Regions from separate parts of the Mus musculus genome. Here regions 1 and 3 are each linked to region 2. The links are chromatin contacts, called in public Hi-C maps. All regions are on one chromosome and are shown on one strand. The core of a region is the stretch at or near the end of the contact, and the rest is flanking DNA. Distances in the headings are between cores, read along the strand shown. Region 1 overlaps Tshz2 (teashirt zinc finger family member 2). Region 2 has its middle 23 kb from the start of Gm39994. Region 3 overlaps Tshz2 (teashirt zinc finger family member 2).

What was found. Hi-C and Micro-C count contacts between places; a contact is called where the count stands out from the background.
Region 1: a contact with region 2 is called in a Hi-C map of liver, with 1.6 times the contacts expected there. The contact joins two enhancer-like sites.
Region 3: a contact with region 2 is called in a Hi-C map of liver, with 1.6 times the contacts expected there. The contact joins two enhancer-like sites. A contact is called at or near these places in 6 of 484 Hi-C or Micro-C datasets (embryonic stem cells and liver), 1 of 115 datasets of contacts at active chromatin or transcription factors (embryonic stem cells) and 1 of 9 other capture datasets (embryonic stem cells).

Annotation. Positions count from the first base shown.
Region 1 is chr2:169,693,700-169,696,415 of GRCm38.p6, reverse strand. The region is part of intron 1 of Tshz2 (teashirt zinc finger family member 2); the gene reads right to left. Among named protein-coding and RNA genes, the nearest start is that of Gm34344, 28 kb to the right of the region's middle. Within about 2 kb of position 1,250, at least 41 of the 459 cell types and tissues checked have an H3K27ac peak or open chromatin away from gene starts, as enhancers often do. A contact at or near this core is called in liver, where this site is marked.
Region 2 is chr2:169,350,472-169,353,360 of GRCm38.p6, reverse strand. No RefSeq gene overlaps it. Among named protein-coding and RNA genes, the nearest start is that of Gm39994, 23 kb to the left of the region's middle. Within about 2 kb of position 1,545, at least 2 of the 459 cell types and tissues checked have an H3K27ac peak or open chromatin away from gene starts, as enhancers often do. A contact at or near this core is called in liver, where this site is marked.
Region 3 is chr2:169,749,044-169,751,936 of GRCm38.p6, reverse strand. The region is part of intron 1 of Tshz2 (teashirt zinc finger family member 2); the gene reads right to left. Among named protein-coding and RNA genes, the nearest start is that of Gm34344, 83 kb to the right of the region's middle. Within about 2 kb of position 1,261, at least 50 of the 459 cell types and tissues checked have an H3K27ac peak or open chromatin away from gene starts, as enhancers often do. A contact at or near this core is called in liver, where this site is marked.

The sequences.
Region 1 (2,716 bases), core at 1-2,500, 340 kb before region 2:
TTAAAATACGCCTCCATACATTTATGTAAGTGACTCTTCTGGGCATATGGGTTTCCCCTCCTTCTGGGGACTGTTCTGCACGGCACATTTCCACACGAGGTAATTTCAGAATGTTCTATTCTGTTCTTTCTGGGGCTCACTTTCTACCACCATTGGATTGCCCAGAAAACTGGTGTGGAAAGTTAGCTAAAGACAGCAAAATAAAGTGCAAGCCCATGCTCGTGGGATGCCTCAGGCAGGAGGCATCAAGGGCTGTCTTGTCTCTGTCTGTGTCCTTTCTCCCTCTGTTAAGTGCAGAGAGACTCAGCCAGTGGACCTGAGAGATGGATGTGAACTCGGCCTGGCCGTAGGATCAGATGCTCAGGTTGACTGAGTGAATCCCAGGGCCTCATTTCCCATCTGCAGAGTGGGAACACACCATGGTTTGATTCTCTGCAGATTAGCTAAGACAACATCCAACCCCTGATGCTTGCTTGGCTTCACCTACACAAAGGCTGGCAATTCCACTCCAGCCTTTTTGGAGAAGTTGCCCTTTTCATCTTGCTGGGCATAGAGCATCCCACTGGTCACCTTCTGGGTTGGCTCAAGGGCTGGGCAGGTGGATAAATGGTGACTTGCCTTGGACAATAGGATTGTGTTAGATTTGGGTAGAGGAACCCATGTGAGCCAGGAAGAGTCAATTGTGAGACTCGGACTAGAAATGTTCTAAAGCAAGTCCGGGTGACTGGTGTAGTACGGGTGTTGGCTTATCCTTGTGTCTCACTACACCTGAAGAATAGACATTCCCAGAAGAAAGTCAACATGGAGGGAATAAGACCAACTTTTAATGCCATCACTGAGTTCTTAGATCAACTGGGCCATAGCAGAGGCCTGCCTGGCCTTTTGGGAGATCTGCAGAAATACATTCATCTTCTTGATTTAGACTCGTTGGGGTTTCCAACCACTTGAAGTTCAAAATCCTCACTAATGAAATATGCAAAGACTTTCTCGCACCACTCGGTAATGAGCACGCAAGGAAACAGGGTGGGGACTTAGCAGAGGCCCCTGCTCGCTGCTGAGGGGACAGGATGTTTCTCCCTTGGCATCTGAAAGAAAGCGCTGAGTGGCACCACTGGGGATCGGGCTCACAGAGCACAGTCACTAAGGAAAGCAGCTGCCGTGTGAATAGAAACAGCCACAGGAACCCAGGGCCCAATTTACTCACACCTGGCACCGGGCCAGGTTGCAGGTGTCAAAGTCCAGGAGAGAGCAAGGGCTGTCACTTACGGAAGCATGCTGATGCAATCCAAGCTACTCTGTCATCAGTCACCCCATCACCGGGGCTTGGGGTGGGGGGGGGAGGGAAGGTGGCTTCAAGGGAGTCAGACACCACTGATCCCAACAAACAGGACCATGCTGCAAACAAACCCTGCCACCAACATATGGCTCTTACTTCTGGGACCGGGCAAGCCTCACGTTGATGATAACAAGCAGGGGAAAAGAATCGGTACCGTTACACAGCGTGGGGAGCAAAGTTGGCCTCAGAGAGCTCCATCTGCCCCCGGACTCGCTGCCTATGATATCTGGATCCTAGATGACCTTTTCACGTCATCCCTACGCTGTCTCTTTGCAGTCCCAGTCAAGGCTTGGATTTCGAAGGACTCACCCTTAAGCCTCCCCACTGCCTTAGTTTAGCTCGCCCTTCCTCTCCCAGCCCAAGCTTGTTCCTCCAGCAAGTCTCTACCCCAGAATCTTGGCTCGGGCCTCCCCCTTGGGATACTTTGTCTCTCCAATTTCCCCCTTTATCCGGCCCTTTCTAGAATGGAACCTGGTCAGATAGGCTTTATCTGGGAGCAGCCCATCTTACCCTGACACTGTCACCATCGCTGCAATATGTCATTTCAAGGCAAGCATACATCACTTCTAGACATGGGGTCTGTTAAATTTGCTTCACACTGGCCTTTTCCTTCTGGTACAGGCCTAACCAGTGCCTAGAACAGTGTCAAAACCACTGAAGGTGCTTTGCAAACATTTGTTCAGTGGATTGACTTGTTGGACACACACTTCCTGAGCAACTGTGGGCCACAGATGTTAACAAAATAGCCCCAAGAGGACTGAAGGTGCCATTCCCCAACCCCCTTGCTGCCCAGTAGTGTTCCTGTGGTCAAATAAAACAATCAAAGCTTTGGGTTTCTTTCAGAAGAGGGGGTTTTCTGGAGCAGGGAAGGGTGGCTGAGAAGTGGCTATTTTTATTCTCTTGAGTTTCTTTTTAGCCATCTCCTTAGGCTGTAATCTGGACACAGGGTGTCTGACTGGGCAAGCAAGCCATCTCTCTGTGTAGAGCAGAATGATGGAGCATGGTACCACACAGAAGGGCTAGACTGTGCAAAGGCCCAGGGGCAGCAGGGAACTTAGTTTCTGATATTATGCAACGGCAGTTGGTATGTGTCTTAGTCAGGGTTTCTATTCCTGCACAAACATCATGACCAAGAAGCAAGTTGGGGAGGAAAGGGTTTATTCGGCTTACACTTCCATACTGCTGTTCATCACCAAGGAAGTCAGGACTGGAACTCAAGCAGGTCAGGAAGCAGGAGCTGATGCAGAGGCCATGGAGGGATGTTCTTTACTGGCTTGCCTCCCCTGGCTTGCTCAGCCTGCTCTCTTATAGAACCAAGATTACCAGCTCAGAGATGGTCCCACCCACAAGGGGCCTTTCCCCCTTGATCACTAATTGAGA
Region 2 (2,889 bases), core at 296-2,795:
CTTTTAGGCAAACTTGCTGGTCCCTGTTCTTTGTGTGCGATGCAACTTGCTAGGATATAGGGTTGCCAAGGTTTAGGAGATAAAGATGTAATTGTAATTTCTGTAAGAGAGAAGTGTCAAGAGACTGAGAATTTAAAGTAATGGTTGTCCTTAGAGTCTCAGCAAGAAGGATACACACACACACACACACACACACACACACACACACACACACACGGTGTGTGTGGAAGGGCTATGTACCCAGACTGGGATCTTTAGGGACATCAACAAGACAAGGTTGCACATCTGGAGTAGGAAGGTGGAGTTAATCAACAACCCAGGCCTGAGTAACAATAACAAATTCCATCAAAGCCTGGACAGGTCACTGAAATAGAAAACCCATAGACATCGCTAGGAGAGGCACAGCCAGGTCTTGGGCATACACCTGGGAAGGGGGAAGGGAGAGAATGTCCCAAAGTCTCATAGTCACCTCTGGTCTTTGATGTTCTCAATAGCTACAGTCAGTAGGAAGCTGGCGAACAAAGAACCCAGAGTAGGGTGTCTAGGACACTAAGTGTAGTGGCTGCGGGGGACATGGAAGACATCCAACACGAGGTTCGAGTAAATCACATCTTTTATCTCTGGTATTGCATTTTGCACAGGGACAATGCATTCAAGTGAAGGCAGTGATGGAGAAAGGGGGATGGTCGAACCAGTAAAGGCAGCGACAGGAAGGGAAGTTAAGTAGCTGAGGCAAGCTCCTACAGGAATGCCAAAGAAGAGACCCTCCCTCAGCAGAGGGGAGTCAAGTTGGATCACCTGAAGAAGGGGTGTCCAAGTCAAACACTGAAAGGCTGGGAGGGATGAGTCAGGAGAGAGGGCAGACTGGGTGTTCGCAAAGGCTGTAAAGGGAGCTGGGCCATAGCTTGTTCTTGGAGGTCAAGAGTAAATCTGGAGAAAGATGAGAAGCAAGACTGGAAAAGGAAATAGAAGGAGCTGGAGAGAACTTTGACTGTGACAACAAAGAGCTCAGATTTCATCCTCTAGACAAGGAGGAGACACCGCAAAGAGTGACAAGCAGAAATTGCTACTTTCATGTTTTTCTCCAACTCTACTCCCAGCCAAGTACATCCGACGCTGTCAACCTCGCAGCAAACACAGACCTGTTTGTCCCTGTGCTTGACAAGAAGAAAGTGAGTGGCGAGATTGGTTTGTCTCTTTGATCCATGGCAAAGATCCACATATATGTGGTGTATAGAGTGTGTGTGTGTGTGTGTGTGTGTGTGTGTGTGTGTGTGTGTGTGTGTGTGTGTGTGTGTTGCATATGGGTCATGTCGCCTTTGGAGAGTTGAATGTCTCCATGAGAAAGGAAATTACCAATATAGCTCTCTCCTGGCCACTGCATCCCTGAATAGAGATAGCCAACATCTCCAAAGACAACCTGACACACCTTTGGCATTTAAGAAATCGAAGTCTCAAGATTCTAACATCATGAGCCAAGGCTAGATTAATGACCTTTCAGACTACAGGCTCACAGAATCAGAAGTAGGTCAGCCTCCCTGGGACACTGAAAGGTGTCAGCTTCCCATTGGTGGAAGCCACCAAAGGAAAGTGACCCTTGTTACTTTGGTCACTAATTGATCTGTCCTCCCCCCGCCCCCCGCCGCCCCCATTTCAGATGTTGAGAGAATGAATACAGACTTTCTGGGAAATGTTACCTCTGGGTTTTAAAAAGGTCACATGCAAATAGAAGCACGTGGACTCCCTCTTGGGTTCCCCATTTGCAAGCCACCCGCTTGAGGACACGGGTTTGTTTGCTTTTTCTCTAAGTTTCATTTTCATGATTGCTCTGACATTGGGTGTATTTATACAATAAACCAAGTGCTATCATGGTCTGACCAATGAGATATCAGGGCCATGGATTGTTTGAATCTTTATTTTGTCTAAAACTGTGTTCTGAGTCCAGAAATAAAAATGTGTCTTTGAGCACCCTGACACTGGGAAATACGTGGGAGAGATTCCTAAATCCCATGCCCTCTGTGGGTATGATCTGCTCTCTCAGGCTGTACCATTTTCAGAGAGTCACAGGGTTCTGCTGATACATATTTTTTTTTTCTTTAACCTTCTTTTCCTGGACTCCTACTGTTGCTGTATTTAAACATCAGGGCTTTCCTAATGTCATTTCCTAAGGATCAGTAGGTCTCCCCAAATTGAACCCATACCTTATCCTCATTATGCTTTTAAATGTTTCTCAGTATTCAGATTTATGTTTTCTGCAGGGAGAGATGTTTGGGAGGAACCATGGCTTTGCCACAAAGGTTCTGTCTGGAATAGTGACCACTTTCTGGAACAATGGTCCCTCCTATCTGGTTCTGATGAGAAGCAAGAGGGACCCTCTTTATCCCCTCTGACACATGAGAAAGGTACACAGTGGGCTGATGCTTCCAGGAGATCCCTTGGTCATAGGTGGATCTAGAGATGGTTCTGTGTCTAGTGCCAAGGCCAGTCAGAGAAACCAACACTGTATTTTTGAAACTTCAGACTAGGTCATCAAGTCCTTTGATCCACTTACATTTCTGTGGTGACAGGAGCTAAGAATCCATGAGGGAAGTGTGTAAGGCCATAGACTGCTAGCCCTGCCATTGTACCCAGGGGCTATGACATGGGATAGGATCAGAAAGATGGAGAAAGCCTGATAATTTCCCTGAGCACATTTCAGAGAGCACCCTTATGGGGCAACTGATCTACCAAAGTTCTGCAGCCTTGGTTTGAATAAGTTTTGCATTGTGGTGGGTCCTGGAGATTAGGTAGCCATCTTTGATAGAGCTTAGTGCTTGCTAGCATCCCACGGCCCATGAGGAAATATTTCAGTGGATGGTGGAAAAGCTCTCACATCTGAGGGATCACTGT
Region 3 (2,893 bases), core at 12-2,511, 400 kb before region 2:
CCTATTTAAAAACTCAGAACTATTTCCCAGCTTTTACCAAGAAAAATGACAAGATATTAAAGGTCTCTATGATTATCGGCTCTCCTCAAGAATTGCAAGGTAATAAGACAGAACTTGATGTAGTGATAAGAAACCCCTCCTCATCTTCCACTCTTAATAACCAAATATTATTAAATCAATAATTTTGGCAATGATCTGAACAGGTTATTAAACATCATGAATTATTAAGCTGAAGGTTGATCAGAGCCACGAAAATAATTCGAGTTAACGGGAATCTCTGGATTTCTAATAAAATATCCAGTCATTGACGAAAACATCTCTGTTAGGATTCGTCTGGAACAAGAAAGGCAGATCCCACAGATGTCGTTAAGGAAGAGAACACATTCCTTTCTGGATTACAGGAAATTAAAAACCCAGATCACTAGGATCAAAATAGCAGGAGATTAAACAGCCCAAGTGGAAAGGTGCCGACGCCTATGGAGAGGTAGCTCCCCCCGCCCGCCCAATCCAGGTGGTTCCCCCACCCCAGTGAATGTTCCACTGATTGTCAGAGACCTGAAAAAGACTTGGGAAATGGCCATGGATTCCTCAATGCTGGGTGTGCCTCTGGCGAGGGGAAATGGGCATAAAGCAATTAGTCCATGGCCCATAGCCAGCTGCACTCTGTTCCAGTCGCTTTGCCTTAAGCAAGGAGTGTGTGCAAAAGTATTTTGTCCAGACATTATCCAACAACAGGCAGTGGAATGTGATTTAATTTAGAAGGGACCAGGGGGCAGGAGAGAAGAGGCCTGGGGTGGGCCCCCGAGCAGGCAGAAAGGTCTGGTGGACTTTGACCTTTCTGTGAGATCACATTTACCATCCCAGAGAATACTGACACAAACAAGCCATCCTGGCTGTCAGAGGAACTGAAGACAAACAGATGCCCCTCACTCTCTGGTTGCATACCTTCTCCAGTTCAGGCTTCCTGCTCAGATGAGATCTTGCCAAAAAGCATTATCCCGTGCTAGAATTTCCTAATTCTAACTCGACTCTGTCATTGACGAGTTTAGTGACATGCATTTCGCCCCCCCTTTAACCATTTAATGCAACATGAGCTCTGAATGTTACCAGGGAGAGAAAACTGAGACCGGCAGGGGATTTAGACTTTGGCAAAATGACAGGTGGCTTGGGACCGTCTGGCAATGCATCAGCAAATGGGAAGGCCAAGGCCTTTAGGTCTTTCGACACGAAAGCCAAGAGATTGCAAATAGGTTAGCAGGGCAGGGACAGGGGTCAGATCTCCATGCCTGCATGCCAGGTTGAATCATCTACTTTCTGTGGGGTCTCAGCAAGGACACACATCTCCATAAGTCTCAAAGTTAGCCATCTTGTGGACTTAACAGCTTTCCCCAAAGCCAGCCACACAGTGGTCTAAGGCCAGCACCAGGCACTGAGTGCACACTTAGCCACTAGGCAATCGGTGGAGTCTTGGAGGCAGATTCCTTCCATTATTATACTCATCTATAGACAAGTAGGGACAGGAATAGAAAACAAAACAAGACAAAAAACCTGCAATAAGTGAAGAATATCAGGAAGAAATTCAACCATCAAATTCTGATGATTATGTTTTCGATGTGAGAGACTGTGGGATGTTTCTTGAAGGAGGTGATCAAGCCTAACTTGGAACCTGGGAGTGTATCTAATACAAGAGAGCTGCAGAGGACTCCCACAGCCATGGGGGGGGGGAGAAACAGCTGGGTTTAGTGATTTCGGGGCTCAAGTGGGAGTTGAGATCTTCACAGAAACCCCATGAGAAAATCTCACTTTAGTGGGAGGCAACTCCCTAGCCCCTACCTTGCCCCACCTCACAGGACCTGACTGCATCTTCAGGTGCTCCTGTGTCCCTGTTGATATTTTGTCAACAGAGAAGGTGAGCCCCCTTCCATTTTTCTTTCACTGAAACTAGATTTATTTGTAAGATCACAAGGTGGCATTTGGAAGTGGTCCCAACACACAGGCAAAGCCTTCCTGGCAATCAGATCGTGCTGAAACCGAAAGGTAAGAAAATATATTAAGAGAGAGAACTGTAACCATTCAAGGACACAGCAAACCACAACCTTGGCCCCAGAACTGCATTCTTCCGCCCACTAACAACCCCTGTTCTTGAGCTATAGGATAAACCCCATAAATCAAGGGGCGCTTGGGATAGATAAGGGAGAAGAAGCCAACAATAAATCCCCTTAAACTTGCTGTCACTCTCTTGCCTAGGAACTCCACTTCCTTTTAAAAATCAAAACATGATAATCGAATGTTCTAGAGATGCGGAAGGAACAAAGCAGGAAGTCCCGCCCTCTGACTTCCTACCTAATTTTTTTTTTTTTTTTTTTTAGGGTGGCTAACTGGCTGGAGACAGTTCATCTCTGTTGAGCAGTGTCACAAGCTGGATTCCGGTGGGGCAGAGAAACGGTCCGTCCTACACATTAGTCATTTACACTTTTATTAACTTCAAAACAGTGCCCGAGACTGCTCGTTTCATGGTTGAATTACAAATTGCTGACACGGTAGAAAAAGTAGGCACAAACTAAAGCAGTCGGATAACGAATGAAGAACGGAAGGAAAAAAAAAAAGAACGGAAGAGAATGGCTCTGAATCCTGTAGACTGGTTACACATGATAACATTTTGATTGCTCCTTATGTTGTATAAGCAAATTTTATATAGGCGTCTGTTATATCATAGTTTTACATGTAAAAACATTGTATATATGTTATAGATGACAGATAGATAAATGATAGTGTTAAATGATTTGCGAACTCATCTAACTTAGCTAGGACACAGGCCAACTGTTTCCACTCTCCAGGTTAGCGCGTCAAACGTGTGCTAGTTACATGTAGCTAGTTAGATGTGCGTGACCCC